Linked DNA regions of Hordeum vulgare: all the other regions are linked to region 3. The links are chromatin contacts, called in public Hi-C maps. All regions are on one chromosome and are shown on one strand. The core of a region is the stretch at or near the end of the contact, and the rest is flanking DNA. Distances in the headings are between cores, read along the strand shown. Region 1 holds the start of LOC123427133 (S-adenosylmethionine decarboxylase proenzyme). Region 2 holds the start of LOC123427135 (peroxidase 46-like). Region 3 holds the start of LOC123427131 (O-fucosyltransferase 38).

Region 1 (2,700 bases), core at 79-2,578, 130 kb after region 3:
TCCCAACGCGCTGCAGAAACCGTCGGAACCACACAGAAGCACGTGAAACAAAGACCCCCTCCCCCCCCTACGCCCGGCGCACCGTGGACGTACGCTCACAGCCGCGAATCCCACCCCGTCGCGGGCCCCGCGGCGCGTCCACCCCGGCGCACGGGCCTCCGCGCGGGCCGGGTCCTTCCGTGGCGGCCACGGGAGCCCGCCTCCGCTAAGCGGGGCTATAAATAGCGGGCCGGGACGAGGGTTCCTCCCTCAGCCGCACGCTAACTCGTCGCACAAGAATTTCCTCCCACCCCCCCACCGCCTCGCCGCCGCCACCGCAGCCAGATAAGAAAAGAAGAAGAAAAGAGAGAGAAGGACTCGTCGGGAGGGCTCGAGATCTGTGTCGGGAGAGGGGGGAATTCTTGAGATCGGAACCGGAACAAGTGGGCGCGCTCGGGAAGGGGTTACCATACCAATTTTTCCCAGGAACCCGTAAGTTTCTTCGGCGAACCCGGAATGTTTTCCGTCTCTTGATTGTGCCGCGCTAGCCTGTAGATTTCTGGTTTCTAGGTCTTGGTTCTTGTGCGCTGTGGTTGTGCTCTTTTGACCAGATCATGCCCGCTAGTTTCTAGGAGAATTGATCTCTGGTAGTAGTCGTAGTTTGCATCTGGATCTGGGATGTATTATCTTAGCTATGCCTTTGTAGATTGGTTGCTCCTAGTAGTTACTATTGTTTTACTGGAAAGGCTATGATTCGGCGTTAGAATGTTTGGGGAGTTAAAGTTCAGCGTAGAACGCTTAATTTACCGTAACTTGGCATCATGGATAATTGCAGTTGGATTAGATTGTGTAGAAATAATTTTAATCTCGTATCTGCCCCCGTAGAGTCACTTAAGTTTTGCTTGGCACACAGGTTCGTGGTTGTATTTTTCAATATGATTCCTGGCCTGTTATGTTCTACCAGTATTCAGTTCCGGCTGTGACTATTAACCATGGAGTAATTGATATCGACAAGAAAATATTTGCATAGAAACGCTTTTTCTGTTATGTAACCATGAAAGTTTGCTAGAAACTTCTGTCTAACTCCTCTTTTCTCTCGTTCTGCAGTTAGTGAATGTTCTAATGGAGTCAAAGGGTGGCAAAAAGTCTAGCAGTAGTAGTTCCCTGATGTACGAAGCTCCCCTCGGCTACAGCATTGAAGACGTTCGACCAGCTGGAGGCGCAAAGAAGTTTTCTGCTGCATATTCAAACGTGAGAACGAAACACAAAGTCTAGTTACTTCTGTTCAAACAATTTATCTCCAGATTTGTTGCTAACCATGCGATTTTCTTCTCTTATACTGCAGTGCGCGAAGAAGCCATCCTGATATCGTTTTTGGCTTTCCCCTTCCCGTAGTTTAGGATTTTTATGCAATTTTATTCTGACTCTTTTCTCCCACCAATCTCTCTGGCTTGCTGCTTCACGATAATCGACCAGTTCTCTAGTCTCTCTCCCTCTGTTCCTCTCTGCTCTGCTTTCTGACTCAAACTGCAACAATGGCCGCCCCGACCTCTGCGATCGGGTTTGAGGGCTACGAGAAGCGCCTCGAGATCACCTTCAACGAGGCATCAATCTTTGCTGACCCTCATGGTCGTGGCCTGCGCGCCCTCTCTAGGGCCCAGATTGACTCTGTTCTTGATCTTGCACGGTGCACCATTGTGTCCGAGCTCTCCAACAAGGACTTTGACTCGTATGTGCTATCTGAGTCGAGCCTGTTTATCTACTCTCAGAAGATTGTGATCAAGACCTGTGGGACTACCATGCTTCTGCTCACCATTCCAAGGATTCTTGAGCTAGCTGAGGAGCTGTGCATGCCGCTTGCTGCCGTGAAGTACTCCCGTGGGATGTTCATCTTCCCCGGCGCACAGCCTGCTCCCCACAGGAGCTTCTCTGAGGAGGTTGATGTCCTGAACCGCTACTTCGGCCACCTGAAGTCTGGTGGCAATGCCTATGTGATTGGCGACCCAGCGAAGCCTGGCCAGAAGTGGCACATCTACTATGCCACTGAGCAACCCGAGCAGCCCATGGTCACCCTGGAGATGTGCATGACTGGGCTTGACAAGAAGAAGGCCTCTGTCTTCTTCAAGACTTCTGCTGATGGCCACGTCTCCTGTGCCAAGGAGATGACCAAGCTCTCTGGTATCTCCAACATCATCCCTGAGATGGAGGTGTGCGACTTCGACTTCGAGCCCTGCGGCTACTCCATGAACGCCATCAACGGATCTGCCTTCTCCACCATCCATGTGACCCCCGAGGACGGCTTCAGCTACGCGAGCTATGAGGTCCAGGGCATGGACGCCTCCGCCCTGGTCTACGGCGACATCGTCAAGAGGGTTCTCCGGTGCTTCGGCCCTTCAGAGTTCTCTGTGGCGGTCACCATCTTCGGTGGCCGCGGCCACGCCGCCACCTGGGGCAAGAAGCTCGACGCCGAGGCATACGACTGCAACAACATCGTGGAGCAGGAGCTCCCCTGCGGGGGCGTCCTCATCTACCAGAGCTTTACCGCGAATGAAGAGGTTGCTGTCTCCGCCGGGTCGCCCAGGTCCGTCTTCCACTGCTTCGAGGGCGAGAATGTGGAGAGCGGCCACCCTCTGGTCAAGGAAGGCAAGCTTGCCAACCTGCTCGCATGGCGGGCGGAGGAGGATTCTCTGGAGGAGGGCGCGGTGCTGTGCGAGTGATAAG
Region 2 (2,700 bases), core at 193-2,692, 160 kb after region 3:
TAGCTCAAATTAGCAAAAGTAGCCTAGACCATTCCGATGAATGAATGTTTTGAACATGCATTATGTGTTATTACTAACTAAAGGACGCAGCAGGTATGAGATAACCATTCACTTTGGCCACTATGGGAAGGGGGGAAGCAAATTCTCTTACTAAAAGGGTGAAAGATCATTGTCATGCCAAATATCACAATTGCTCGAGATAGTAAGAACTGACGAGGCAATGCCCCAATGACATCACACACATGATGATTTTCTGGAAGACCAACTCGATTGATTGAGGCCTAGATCTAGAACATGGACATGTGAAATTACATCAAAACAAGAATACGAGCAATGCATTTGTTTGCATGTACTGAACTCCAATGCATGGCTGCAGTGCTAGTAAAACACATCGCCCAAATGCAAGACGAGTAAAAAATATATTACAGTATTATTGCCAATCCATACCTCTACGAAGCAGTCATGGAAGACCATCCTGAGAAGCTTGCCGGGGATGCTGGAGTCCAAGGTGGAGGCCGACCTGACGACATCGCTCACCGCCAGCTCCACGCTCGGGCAGGAGGCGGCGTAGAAGCTGGGCGACAGAGCCAATGAGGGCGTTGACGGGGAAGGGTTCGCCGGAGGCTGCGTCGGAGCCGGTGGTGGAGTCGGAGGTGCAGACGGTTTTTGTGGTGGTGGTGGTGGTGTAGTCGTCGTGGGAGGAGACGGCTTCTGAGCCGGCGCCGGGGCCACAGGTGAAGGCTTTGGTCCCGCTGGGGCCGGGGATGGAGGTGAAGGCTTTGGTGCCGTTGGCGCCGGGGGTGGAGGTGACGCTGGTGGTGGTGGGGCCTGCGCCGGCGCACGTGGAGTGGGCGGCCTTGGAACCGGTGACGCCGCGGGTGCGGCTGGAGACGATGGGTTTGGCGCCTGCGCCGGCGCGCGTGGGGCCGGCGGCTTCGGCACCGGCGAAGCCGAAGGGCCGGGTGTCTGCTTCGGCGCCGGCGACGCGGCAGGGGGAGACGATGGCTTGGGAGCCGGCACGGCCGGGGACGACGGCCTAGGAGCCGGCCGCGGCGCCGCGGGAAGAGACGGTGCCGGGTTGGGCGCCCGCGCCGGTGACGGCGACTGCGCGGAGGCGGCCGCGAGCAGCGCCGACAGGAGCAGCGCGGAGCAAGCGACGCCCCATTGCCGCCTCCGGCACCGATCCATCACGGAATGGAACCCGTGAGCCAGCTCGCTTTCCTCACGAGCCTATCACCCGGCGAGCGAGCGCGGCGGTGGGAACCAGCTAGCTGGCGAGAGCGAGAGAAAGAGAGAGAGAGCGCGCGCTAGCCGCAAGGAAACAATGGCGCTGGCTGGCCGGGAGGGAGAATCTACCAAAGCGAGCAGCGCGTCGCCACTGTTCTTGGCGCCGAGCAAAGGGGCGGTAGTGCAGCGGCTGCGTACTACCCGACGCGTAGCCCCGTTTGCTCTCTCCATCTATTAAAGCCTTTTGCCAGGCCAACGCAACGCTACACTGTGTTCGTGTACGCCAGCTTGCGACACGCCGCATGGCCATGGCGCATACATACGACCATGCTCCCCTCCGGTGCCCGCTTAATCCCGTCCCGCCGTACCACTATTACTACTGCTACAAAGCCATCATCTCGTTTCATTGAATTGTAATTTTTTGTTGATGTATCGTGTCGTTTCGTGACGGTGTCATTTAATTAAGCCGCTGGATGGACGGATGTTCTCCCGCCCCCCGCCCGCCGCGAGCCGGTGCCGGAATGAATGCTCTCACGCCACGTACGCCGCGCTGCTCGGCTCGGCTCTGCCGTTGCCGCCAGTTGCCACGCTCTCTCGCTCTCTATCCTCTCTCTCTCTCTCGGCGTCGTTTCTATCACCTTTTTACCGCATGCAATGCGTGGCCTGTTCTGCCCAGGGGGTGGGGGGTGAGCTTGGCGGGTGATTGGTGTGCCGTAGTAACTGGGGAGCTCTGGCTTCTGCCATTGATGCCGGCATTTAGTTGCGTGCCGGTGTTGGTTGGGGGAGGAGGAGGAGGTCGGCGGCAAGTGTCAAATGCCATCTGCGAATGCTGCAAGTGCATGCAGGCCCTGGGCCCCCGGGGCAGAGACTTTTTGGGCTCTCCGATTCCGGGCTTTCAAACTCGCTGCGCAGCACCAGCACGGAACGCGCGTTGTTGGATGGCCTCGTGTGTCAGCGTCTTATTATTATTATTATTACTGCTACTCCGCCGGCCGGCCAACCGCTAGCGCCGCGGGGACAGGTTTTCTTTGCCCGGCCCGGGCCTGTGGATTTTTGGCGGCCTGGAAAAACCGGTCGCGTTCACATGCCTCTGAAAGAAAGCTGTGGCCTGGTATAGTATGTTGGACTGGCGCGCGACGGCGACCGAGACGACACACGCACGAACGATTCGATGGAAGAACGTGTAGCGCTGAGCTGTTGTGCATTGTGTTATGCCATGCCATGCCATGCTGCCTGCGTGCAAGCCTGCAGGCGTTCTGATCCGGGCAAAGACGCGTGGCCGGCAAAAGCTAGCGGACAAGACGAGCGGTGAATCCTCACCTGTTCCCAGAGGGAGTGCGACGGATTTTTTCACTTTTCTAACCTATTATTTAAAATTGTGCATAAAATAAATCCGGTTTGAAAAGATTTTACAGTTTAATCTTTTTGAGACGTTATAAGCCGTGGCGTTGCAGTTCTATTATCAAACGCCAC
Region 3 (2,700 bases), core at 97-2,596:
CGCTATATCTTTGTTTACTCTAAAATTGACTCCTGGTACAGAATCCTAATTAAGCCATGTCACCATTGTAGTCATATACATTAGGTTGCTCCAATTAGACACTATTTACTCAAAAAAAAAAGAGGTTCATAAAACTGCAGCATTGTTGAGAAGACATCCTCTATGAATAAAACACATTTAAACCTACTGGACACTAAATAGTCAAGTAATACTTTCATTAGTAGACAGAAAAACCCCACCAACCCTGGTTGACGATACTAGTTTCCACCAAATTCCAGCTTCGTATCACCAGCAACAAACATTTGCGAATTTACGAATAATTAGCGCAACCCAACTTAGTAAACAGAGTAGGAATCACCACATATTTTTGAAAAGAAAAAAATGCTGCATAAGAAAAAAAATTACCAATATATCTGTGGGTTGGTGTGACACAAGCATGATAACCGTAGCCATTAGAACCCCACAGCTGCTCATTCGGCACCTGGACATCAGTTACAACTCCAGTTCAGCAACCAACAACGTACCATGACTACACACTGAGTCAATATTAGTTTCATTTAAAGAAAATAGCTGGCCAGCACACAAAGTAATTTTGGAATTCTAAGAGCTAGGTCTTCTCATTATCAAATGCGTATGTATGGTAAGTTGTTATACAAGAAGCATCCAAGAAATAGAAATTATACGGGGATACTGAGCATTACGACAGCACTGTATTTCTTAACAACGCATTCAAAGTCATCAGAAATACACTTCCCACCAGGTATTTGAGCTTTTAATTAAGAAAATAGGCAGGCATCAAACTGTATGACAATTAAATCATCCACCATTCTCAAGCTTCACTGGCTCAACACTCCCGGGATGTCAAGATAGTTTCTCTGGCAACTGCACTGCTTTCTCTTAACTACAACAGTTGGTTTTGACCAACCTTTAGTTTCAACAACAGGGAGAATAATTGAACACTTCATCCTGGTCTACTTTGCACAAAAGGCATCACGCATCACAAGAAATGAGATGAAATTACCAGCGACACATACCTAGCGAAATTTGTGCAAACAAGACCTGCATCGCATCGAAAACCGAAGCCTAACGCACAAGCTAGCGGGGGAAACAGTACAAACAGACACAAAAGTGAAGGGGGGGGGGGCATCAGGAAACTGGCCTGGTGGGGCAGGTCCGGGCGGGGCAGGTCGACGCGGGCGATCTGGCGAAGAGAGAGGACGACAAGGAGCACCGTCAATGCGACTATGAAGCACGCGCAGCGAGAGATCGGCGACCGGAGGAGCCGCCGGAGCCGGAGGGGCAGCGGAGGCGCTCCGCGGCGGCTCGCCATGGCCGGGGCTTTGGGGAGAGAGCCAGAGAGGGACAGAGAGCCCACTGCCACACACGCACATGGCTTATTGTGAGCGAGCCGTAGCTCTGTGGATCGGCCCAGTACTGTAGCTATATTTTTTTCCTTTTTTCCTTCGAGTTTCTTTGATTTTCTTTGTTTCTTCACAGGTTTTATTTGGGGTTTTTTTATTTTTCTTTCAACACATGTCTACTTTTTTCATACACATTGTACATTTTCCGTATATATCAGTAACATTTTTTATACCAATTTGCATTTTTTAAATACACGATTAACATTTGTAAAAAAATATATTTTGATTCCTTTTTTTCTCATAGACATTGTAAATTTCTGGTACACATATAAATCATTCTTTGTACATGTTTAACTTTTTTATAGATACATGATTAACATTTTTAGATACATGTTTTTGAATATGTTTTGGAATACATGTTAATCATTTGCCAACAACGCATTGAGATATATTTTTCAACTATATGTAACAAATTTTTAAACTAGGCGCACATTACTTTACAGTATATAAACTTTTTTAAATGCACAAACATGTTTTTGAAACACGTGAGCATTTTTAAACTTAATATACATTTTATTTTAATGGTACAAAGCATTTTTTAATTGCGCTAATATTGTAGTACATTGTATAGCATATTCTAAAACTGTCACGGGGTGGAGGGTTCAGTGGAGGTGGAATTTGGGGATTTTACTGCTTGTTTCTTCGGTTTGCGCCGATGTATTGGGAGGAGAGGCGGACGTGAGCCACGTTTCTAGTTTGAGGGTGGGAAAGCAAGCACGAATGAACTTTTGCTGGAATTTTTTTTTTTTTTTTGAAAACTAACTTTTGCTGGAATAGGTTGGGTTGAGATTTTGATAAATAAACGTGGCATGGATCAATTTTGTTGCAATAAGGTTGGCGAAACTTTCCTTGTTTCGAGTCATCAAGGGGATCGTCCTTTGTATCATCTTGGGTTCTTTTTGTCATGTCATTATTTTAGGCAGTTTGTCAAGATTGAAGTAATTTTGTAGTACACTGGGCAATTTGGAAGCTGAGGTCCCCGTTGAGCGGGATATATTCACATATGAGCACAGTCTGGATATAGCTAAAGATTCGTATGGTATATGGAAGAAGAATATGCAAGGAAAGACAGACTTATGAAGATGCACTTGCTCTTTCCAAGAAAATTACTAGCTTATGGACTATGTTTTTCCATATATTTTTTAGGGGAAAAGCTAGCTTTATTGATCAAAGTCCACATTTAGTGGGATACAAAATGGATCATGAGGGTGGAGCAACCAAACATGACGCCCTTGATCCAGAGGGTACGAGAACTTAGCTAGTCTATCAGCATCTAAAT

What was found. Hi-C and Micro-C count contacts between places; a contact is called where the count stands out from the background.
Region 1: a contact with region 3 is called in a Hi-C map of seedling, with 3 times the contacts expected there. The contact joins the promoter of LOC123427133 here to the promoter of LOC123427131 in region 3. A contact is called at or near these places in 4 of 6 Hi-C or Micro-C datasets (leaf and seedling) and 1 of 1 datasets of contacts at active chromatin or transcription factors (embryo).
Region 2: a contact with region 3 is called in a Hi-C map of leaf, with 2.7 times the contacts expected there. The contact joins the promoter of LOC123427135 here to the promoter of LOC123427131 in region 3. A contact is called at or near these places in 2 of 6 Hi-C or Micro-C datasets (leaf and seedling).

What each region holds. Positions count from the first base shown.
Region 1 is chr2H:545,182,982-545,185,681 of MorexV3_pseudomolecules_assembly, forward strand. It overlaps LOC123427133 (S-adenosylmethionine decarboxylase proenzyme), which reads left to right and starts at 1,329. Exons shown (of 1, transcript XM_045111097.1): 1 at 1,329-2,700. The coding sequence starts at 1,515. The coding sequence ends at 2,696.
Region 2 is chr2H:545,211,929-545,214,628 of MorexV3_pseudomolecules_assembly, forward strand. It overlaps LOC123427135 (peroxidase 46-like), which reads right to left and starts at 1,443. Exons shown (of 4, transcript XM_045111099.1): 1 at 448-1,443. The coding sequence starts at 1,188.
Region 3 is chr2H:545,052,792-545,055,491 of MorexV3_pseudomolecules_assembly, forward strand. LOC123427131 (O-fucosyltransferase 38) reads right to left here and starts at 1,347. Exons shown (of 12, transcript XM_045111093.1): 1 at 1,160-1,347; 2 at 406-481. The coding sequence starts at 1,330.